Linked DNA regions of Hordeum vulgare: region 1 is linked to region 2. Evidence: chromatin contacts called from public Hi-C data. All regions are on one chromosome and are shown on one strand. The core of a region is the stretch at or near the end of the contact, and the rest is flanking DNA. Distances in the headings are between cores, read along the strand shown. Region 1 holds the start of LOC123441272. Region 2 has its middle 28 kb from the start of LOC123442416.

Region 1 (4,950 bases), core at 1,509-4,008, 67 kb after region 2:
AAGGGGACGGAAATATATCTTTGTCACTACAATGCCACGGTTGAAGATTATGCTCGCTTTGTTGCTTTAGATTATTGTTTTTTAATTTAATAAAGCCATGTATTATCAAGCACGAGCCTTATGATAACACCCATAAAAATGCAAACGGGCTCAAGAGAGTTCAACGCCGACTACCACAAATGGATGGCAAGCCCTAACCTAGCTCAAGGAGCAAGAGGTTGTTGTACTGCAATCAGGAAGTCATTGGATGTTGCTAAGAAAGATTATTAGAAGCATCTATTCTCGATCCGAAGACAAGGTCGAAGGACTCAATGAGGAGATCCAAACCCATACCAACTCCCCAAAGAAAAGGCACCACAACGCGAGCTTATTAACAATACCATTCCCCCATCGATCACTTACCGAAGAAGAAGCATTGTGGTTGTCAACTTCCACCACAATGCAACAAATTAGACCTTTGATAGATCTGGGGATGAGCAGCCCAAAGTCCAATATTCGGGCCAAACTCGGGCTCCAGCTTTCCATCCGAAGGATTGGCCCGAAAGTCCAAAAAAGCCCAAAACACATATAAATAGAGGTTATATGAAAATATATGCATAATAATGTGATAATATATGTTCTAAAAATTACTTAATTGATGTTTTAATAGGGAAATGCTGCTATAGATATGACTAAAATTCTTGTGAACTAATTATCAAAAGCCCTATAATAACTATGACAACAACAATACTGGTAATGGTAATGGTAATCATCAAAGCCTCGATGAAACCCTTAACTTATTCATACATGCTTAAAGTAACAAAATAACTCTTTACTAGACTTATAAAATCACACAGTTCCTACAATTGCTAGACTGACGCAAAACTTGTAGTCTCACATCTGACGTGTTACTCGCAATGTCGAGGTCCAAATCATGAGGATTTTCAAGAGTTGAACTCTTATTTTGGCAATATCTATTGTTGTTGGCGCTCTTCGTTATTCTTTAACTTTGTCCAACTTCCAGCTATTATCTCCCCAATCGAGGAGAATCCATGGCCGAGTTCCTCTCTAATCCTTTGTTTGCTAGCTTCAGCTACCAGAAATCTTGGAGGCTCATGATTGATGGCACCGCACCCTTTGAATGGGCCTTCATCACCCAATTTGATTAAATTCATATGAATTTACAAAAGAATTAGAACTTTCCTGGGTAAAGTTTATTGAGGACCACAACGCGTACTATGACAAGTCTTCATCACCTTATCTTTCTCCTCAAAACCTTTCGAATCCTTGGATGGTTCCGACATCACATTAGTCTTCTCAACACTATCTTTGGTCTTACCGAGTTCACATGAGTGCCGAGATAACTTCATGTACCATAAATAAACGACACAATACACCGCATCCAAGCAAGATTGTACATCATTACTATACAATTCATGATATCTCCTTATTTCGTGCATCTCAAAAAGGCCAACAGGTGAACTGATAGATTTATTGCATTATTTCAGTTTTGATATAAGAAAATAATAAAACGTGTGCATTGATGTACAGTTTTCTTATTCCGTATATCAACAAAAGACAATACCCTCTATATGTCACACAAATAGACAAACAAAATACAGAATAGAGCAACAAAAAAATCCAGAAAATAGACGACCACTAAAAAAACGATACAAACCAGACAACTACAATAAAATGAACACACGTCTGCTTGTAGTAATTGATTTCGTAGCCGATTGACATGGTTATTCGGCGGGATCTGCAGCCGTCGTGGTCGTGTCAATCCACAACGGGTCACCCCCCGTGCCAGTGGAGACCGCGGAGGCGACCCTGGCGACGGCCACCGCAACCTTGCAAAAAAGCGAGACCTTGCTAATGGTGGACGACAACCCACTGTCCCATGTCGTCGGCGTGCTCTGCGGCGTGCCCACCGGCCACGTCGTCGGCGTGCCCTGCGTCGTGCCCACCTCCCACGTCGCCGGCGTTCCCAGCGCCCATGCCGTGGGCGCGCTCACCTGCGCGATCTGGGAGCGTTTGTAGCAAGCTTCCATCATGCACCCCACGTGCGTGTACGCGGGCTGCCGGTGACCGTCGAGGTAGCCGTAGCACCAGAACCTGCCGCGGCGGCCGCCTTGCCCTTGCCCGCACAACCCGCAGCTACCGCCGGCAGGCGCCTCCCTGACGAGGTCGAACACGCCGTCTTCCTGGACTACGCGCTCCGCCAGGTTGGCGCACTGCGTGTGGAGGTTGATCTTGCGCTCGCCGTCGTGGAACATGAAGCCGAGCACCTTTTCGACAAAGAATGAATTTTATTAGCTCAATATGAAGCATCAAGAGAAACGAGCTTGCTCTCATCCGGCTCCAGCATAGCTAGGATGCGCACAGCCAACACCGAACTCACACGCATACAAGAACCCACCATAAAATAGCACAGTCACATAAAATCAAAGCTATAAGTCGAGCACCTGATCTCCACAGGCGCCGCAGAAGCTGCCGTGACCAGCCAGGGTGCTGGGACTGGGAGGGCTGTAGCGGAAGTCGAAGGTGCAACCCTTGAAGAAAGGATGCGTGAGCGTCAGGTCCTCCATCTTGAGGGGGACGCAGCATACGTGAAGGTCGTAGTCGCACGGGTCGCACCGGTACCTACGATCATCCTCGCCGTAGTGCCGGCAGCCGTCGCACTGGAACAGTGCGCCGCCGGTGGCGTAAAGCGTGAGCACGTGCCCTGGGTGGGAGGGGTGGGTTATCCGTAACGGAGGACCCTTGGAGGCCGTCACCATGGTTAACTTTGGCTCTCTCTCCCAAAGAAACCGACAAGATCAAAGCTAGCAGGAGGCCAACATGTATTTGTAGAGGATTTTTTTTTTGCATCACCCGTGCAATGGTAGCGCTTCTGCCGGTTCCTTGAAAATAAAATACCTTCACGCTGAATATTTTTATCATGAGTGACAGGTTCGTTACAAGTTGACATGTCCTTGACAACAATAGAAAATAACATGGACGACCTGAGCTGTTCAAGACTTCTCTGCTTGCATTTTCCGGATCTTTTCTATGTGTTGATTGCTTCGAAAGCAAAAAAGAAGGAAAATGCTAAACTTACGGATAAAACCTACGGATCACTCTCTACCGCACTAGTCTCTCCTCTGAATTTGAATATGTTTTCCCTTTTCCTATCATTTCCAAACAGAAATGGCCATGCCATCATGTAAGGTACTTCTCCTTTCATAATGTAAAATATTTTTGAAAGCTGCTTTACCTTAAAAACATCTTATACAGGGACGAATTTTTTTAAGGGTAAGGGTGGGGGGGATGGGGGCTAGACCCCTAACAAATTGATTCTTTTTTTATGATTGTGGTTGTTGCAGCCAATAAATTTTACTTCATATGAATTTTGCCTCCTTCATGAACAAACATGCACCCTCTATGCATGAATGTTGTCTCCGTCCATGATCTTATATTGTCAAAAGGAGGGAGTAATTTCATAAGAATCACTTGTAGCCGTAGCATTGTTGGTTCGGAAAAATCCCATATACACTTGACAGCTTCATTATTTCGGATTTTTGGTTTGACAGGGCCCGCAAGCTTTCTGTATCCTTATAATATGTGCTTGGTCTTTTTTTCCATTTGGATATTTTATTTGCAACAGTGGTAAGTTGAGTACGAGTTGACATGTTCCATGCTATACAACTTGCCACCAAACATTTTGATATTTTGATACACCGGTTCTTCATCATTCACGACATTTCCAATGAATGTTTTATTTCTTGTCAAAATTTGACATGGGAGCAACTACTTGATCCGTTCCCAGGTTTTTTATTTGATTCGGCACTACTTGGTGCGCGTCAACTCCCAAGACAAAAACTGCATTTGGCACAAAAAAATTGCCATACGTTGTGTCTGCTCTACATAGTTGTAATGACTTCCACTTTACTTCATGTTTCTTGTGTGATCTTTGGGTCCGGTATATCAAATCTGGCACCCTGTATCTCTCTGGACGCGTCCGGATGCATCTGCAGAAGGTGACCGGCCAATTCTCAAATCACCGTGTCCACATTTCTGTACTATGCATGCAATGTGAAAAAAAAATCTAACTATTGCTATGGACTCGTAGATTCCAAATTAACTATTCACACATCATCATGTAGGCAATAAGGTTGATGAAGATGGCATCAATGATGGGTCCCCCTTCAACAAGGCACCGGAAAAGGCCTACAGATTGGATCGCCGAAGAACAGAAGTTTTGCGGCGGCAGTACAATTATTTGTTAAGTTTTGGAGTTGGAATTAGGTCGGTCAGAGCCTAGGGGCCCAGAAGCTCACATGACGCGCCATACCCATGGGGGTATGCCATCTGAGCTTGTAGCCCCTTCGGGCATCGTCTGGTATCTTCATAAAGCTTATAGGGTCTCTTGTAGTCAAGATAAATCACCATAGAGTTTCATCATGTTTAGACTTCATTTGGTATGGTTTTCGGCAAAACAAAGAAATAGCAAAAAACAGAAACCCATGCTGGGACTAAGTTAATAAGTGAGACTGCCTATCGGCCCGCAAGCAGGCAGCGATGTCGGACATCTCCTTCTTCTGCTCTGACGTCAGCCCGACCCAAAAAGCTTTGGCGGTGGAGGAATTCATGATGGGAGAGGGTTAGGAGGCTGATGACTGTGGCTATGGCCGGGGCAACGATTTATATAGCAATGACGGGTGGCATATGGACGGACGGGTGGCGCCGGAGGAGACGCCTCGGCAACCACGTGCCATCAGTGTGGGCGGCAGGCGGCATATGGACGAATGGGTGGCGTCGGAGGAGATGCCTCAGCACCCGCGTGCCATCAATGTGGGCGGCGGGCGGACGGACGATGGTCGTCGTGTCGTTTGAACGCGCAACAGTCACTGCACGGGAAGCGGTGCTCTCTCGACCGGCGGGACGCTTCAATGTCGGCGCCGGTGACCGATCGCATGCGCTCTGACTAGG
Region 2 (4,362 bases), core at 720-3,219:
CTTATTTATCAGAAAGTATAAGCACATGGTCCAAACTACAACTACAAAAAAAAAGTAGTTTTTATATGCATGGTTTGCACATCCATGTTTCTTCCTGCAACCACTAAACAGCCTAGGAGGCAGGTCTTACGTCGGCCATCGGGAGAGATTCTTCTACTCCATAATTTGCAGAATTATGTTTTCTATTCAACCAAGCGACCACAAGATGCTACATGTATTTATGCTGCAAGGGAAGCCAAGCACCGCCATAGTAGCTGTTATTCTTTATTTTGTTTTGAGTTTGCAGTACAATACCACTTCAGTATTATATCTTCTCCACAGTGATTTATTGGTGCCGCGTCACTGTCGGTCTCTCATGTAGAAGAAAGAATCAGCATCCATCAATCCATTATTACGACAGTATTCGTGACAGACTTAAGATGGAGTAGCAGTTAGATGCTTGGAGCTGCATTTCTGCTGAAATGGAGGGACTTGCTGGCTCCATGTGGGTTGTGGGAGCATACTATTTCTTTTGGAATCCCTTGGGTATTTCCTCGTCCGGCCAAGCAAATCATCATCCGGGCATACTATTTCTTCTGGAATCTTATTTGTATTAGCTTTCAAGAGCTTTAATTCCTTTCCCTCTTGTGATCTCGATGCTTTGGAGGCTTCCACGGTGCTGTCCTGTTGGTACATGATCACTTTTAACAGGCTGACGTACGTATGTGCGCATTGTATGCTAGGGGGGGGGGGGGGGGGGGGGGGAAGGAACTCTAGGAATTTAATGGGAATAGAAAAATCATAGTAGAAAATAAGATGACATGTATCTCAAATTCTATAGGAAAAGAAATGTCATTTTTTAGAAAAGGTTTTTTTTTTAGAAAAGGAAAAGAAATGTCATTTGGTTCATATAATATGGTTTTTTTCATTGAGTCTAGCGTAATGTTTATTTTTCTTTCAAATGCAAAGGAATCCTATGCTGTACAGAAATATGATTCTATTCCAAGAGACCAAACAGCTCCGAAGAAAATGTCCTTATAAAATTTCTATCATTTAGAAATCCAAAATTTATGTAAAGCAAAGGAAGCCTTAGTGTCAAAGAGTTCCAAGACCATTATCCATGGACAATTAAGCATGCATGCATGCAGCGTGCCCTCCATTCTTGGGTACGAAATTGGAGAATGATGGTCCTCCACAACACAGATACTCCCTCCGTTTCAAATTGTAAGACCTTTTAGGGATTTCACTAGGAGACTACATACGAAGCAAAATGAGTGAATCTATACTCTAAAATATGTCTATGTACATCCGTATATAGTTTATAGTATAATCTCTAAAAGGTCTTATATTTAGGAACGGAGGAAGTACATCGGTGCGGCGGTCCTCTGAATTTAGAACGGGACGGAGGGAGGAGAGAACATGGCTCATGGATGGGGCAAGTACCTCTCTTGTTAGGCCACCTTAGTGAACGCCCCTACCCATGTAACCCATGTAACCTTATCTATTAATCACTCCCGATCAGCCAAATCGACCTAATGAAAATGTAAGTACAAAATACGGTTGATGTAGCAAAATATGGTTGATGTAGACATTTACTATGCACTTCTTAACATGTACTAATTCTCTAGAAAAATTATGAGTTAGTCCACAACTCAGCGTATTTGCAACTCTACAAATATGACTGACATGAAATACACATGATACATTGTGCTAGTTGGTGCTTAATTCCAGTATACGAGCAAGATAAATATGACCCAAACTGTAGAAAACGGGATGTTTGTTGGATCCCGTTCGAAGTTGATTGATATTTTCAAGAAGGACGTGCGTACGTGGAGGAAGTACCCCTTTTTCATTGTCATGCCATTTTGTAAGCACCCCATGGAGCTAGCCGGTTGGATTCGGTACTAGCTTGCTGGTCACGTTTTAAGCACCCCCTACCTAGCTAGCCAGCTTATTGATTGGTCTGAGTGCTCTGTGTGTCTGGCTAGTTTCTGTACTTGCAACGGCACGCACGTAACCCTGAAATGTGGTACTAGAGCGCATCATGGCTCTATCGGTCGCCTTCGCGAGAGAAAGATAAAAGGAAATCAAGCCCGTGAAATGACGCTGATCGCCGACCTAAATCAATCAATCATCATGTTTTTCTCCTAGCTACTACGACTTGTCTATCTTCCTCTCACACCGCACTCTGCAGGGCCACCAATCATATATAATGAAGCTTCTCCCACAATGCATATTTAGATCTCGTTAATCAGCTTCGTGTTGGTTTGGCTTCGAGTTCGTAATGCCTCGTCACGTCGCTGAATATTTAAATCCATGAATTGCGATTCGAACAGCATATGCTATTCCCTCCGTTCCTAAATATCAGTCCTTTTAGAGATTTTACTAGAGGACTACATACGGAATAAAATGAACGAATCTACACTCTAATATATGTCTATATACATCCGTATGTAATTTTTTATTAAAAACTCTTAAAAAATTATATTTAGAAACGGGGGAGTACAAAGTAGAGGTTAGGCGAGCGCGCGAACGAACGAACGAACTAGCTAGGTAGCTTCGGGTTCACGTGTGGAGCTTTTGCTCTCGGTCGATGCAGCCATGGCAACCGCCGAGGGCCAGTTCGGTTCCGTTATGTCGCGCTCTCTTTTCTATATTTGTTATTAGTCATCAAGTTGTGCAATCGTCTCCATGATGTAAATAAGATCAATACATGGCTCCTGCGTTCTCAATGGATTTATGGAGTATATCGGGGCCTCGCGCAATCCGACGTCTCAATGAAGAGTCGACATACACGCCTCATGGCACATTGTGGCATCAATTAGTCATCAACCCGTGCACGATATCTGGAGACCGAATGTAGCCCGACAATGACGACCCACCATCTCCTAAACTCCGTGACCGTAACCGCGCGCCAAGCTAATCACCACAACCAAATGGATCAGCATCAACTGGCACTTTCACTATGCGCGCGTGTGTTCATCCTATTCCTACCTACACCTGACCTGACCTTTCAACGTCGGCTAACTGCTGACGAAGCTTGCGCCAGCCGGTCCTACGTACGAGTACATTATTTTAGAAAGAGTGTCGCCCGGAGCAGCTACGCGTACTGGTCCGAAATTACGGACAAGAATCCCATTACACGCACATGTCTGAAATTATGGTCTTCTTATGGACATGAACTTCGTTACAGTGTGCAAGATTGCAACTTGTGAGGTGCCAATCGCTGGGAAAGTCGAGCACCGGCTGGGATAGGATGACAAACATGTGAGTAAGGCACCTGGCTTCATCGGGCGTCACTCTCATCTTTAGTTCGTCAACATTTCAATAATTTGTGAGCATTTGACAAAATAAGAGACAAACAATAATAGACACGAACATAAAATAAATTTTTACATCATAGCATTGCAGTGCAAAGACACGGAGATTCTAAAAATTACATCCATATCGATAGACCACCTAGCAACGACAACAAACACTGTAGTGAGCTGAAAGCGTGGTGGCACAGAGCCGTCAACTCCTAACCCTCACCGGAGTCGGGCTTGTTGTAGTAGACAGTCAAAATGTTGTTGTGCTAAGGTTTCATAGGACCAGCCCCACAAAAATAGCAGCCGTCGCCGTTTCATAGGATCAGCCCCACAAGAATAGCAGCCGTCGGCGATGACGAGAAGTATAAATCGAAAGGATCTAACACACACACACGAATAAAGATTGAATGCAAGCAAATTGCTAACCAAATAATGCGAGATCCATCGGAGACACAACTCTGCATGTCCTCTAATGACGATAGATGCGTTCCCGAAACTTGGCTAGCCGGGAACAGACTTATGCTGCAGTGATATGACCTATATACGGCAGGATAGGTCATATACGAAGATTGTGTCGCGCACCGATGCACATCATGCAACAGATGTTGAGTAATTAGGCAATTTTCCGAGTATATTAATCCACGAGATAATAACTAGTATGGCATTGACTAGACTAATGATATACTGATCTTGAGCTAACCTAGCACATACTACGCATATAGTGGATACATCTATGCAGACAAGTAGCACTGCTAGGATAAACACGAACATGAGGATAAACGAGTCATACCCTCCAATCGGCCAGTTGGCCGTAGCAGCAGCGGTGGCGGCGGCAGTATCCTCTGCCGCCTTCTTCTCTGCTTCGGCCTTCTCGCGGAGACGGTCAGCTTCGCTTGCTGAAGACATGGCGATGACGAAGGCGACGCAGACGTAGACGAAGCAGACGGACGGAGGCGAGCAGTCGCGTGATCGCTCCCCAAAAACCTAATCGCCCCTCTCCCGTACAGGAACGAGAGAGGCAAGGTTTCGGAGGCCTGCTCTCCCGTCGACCGTGTACGCGGTAAACGGGACGGAG

The links. Hi-C and Micro-C count contacts between places; a contact is called where the count stands out from the background.
Region 1: a Hi-C map of leaf shows a contact between it and region 2, with 2.8 times the contacts expected there. The contact joins the promoter of LOC123441272 here to the enhancer-like site in region 2. A contact is called at or near these places in 3 of 6 Hi-C or Micro-C datasets (all in leaf).

Annotation. Positions count from the first base shown.
Region 1 is chr3H:5,912,330-5,917,279 of MorexV3_pseudomolecules_assembly, forward strand. It overlaps LOC123441272, which reads right to left and starts at 2,759. Exons shown (of 2, transcript XM_045117757.1): 1 at 2,445-2,759; 2 at 1,463-2,267. The coding sequence starts at 2,759. The coding sequence ends at 1,725.
Region 2 is chr3H:5,846,107-5,850,468 of MorexV3_pseudomolecules_assembly, forward strand. No RefSeq gene overlaps it. Among protein-coding and RNA genes, the nearest start is that of LOC123442416, 28 kb to the left of the region's middle. Within about 2 kb of position 1,970, at least 1 of the 3 cell types and tissues checked has open chromatin away from gene starts, as enhancers often do. A contact at or near this core is called in leaf, where this site is marked.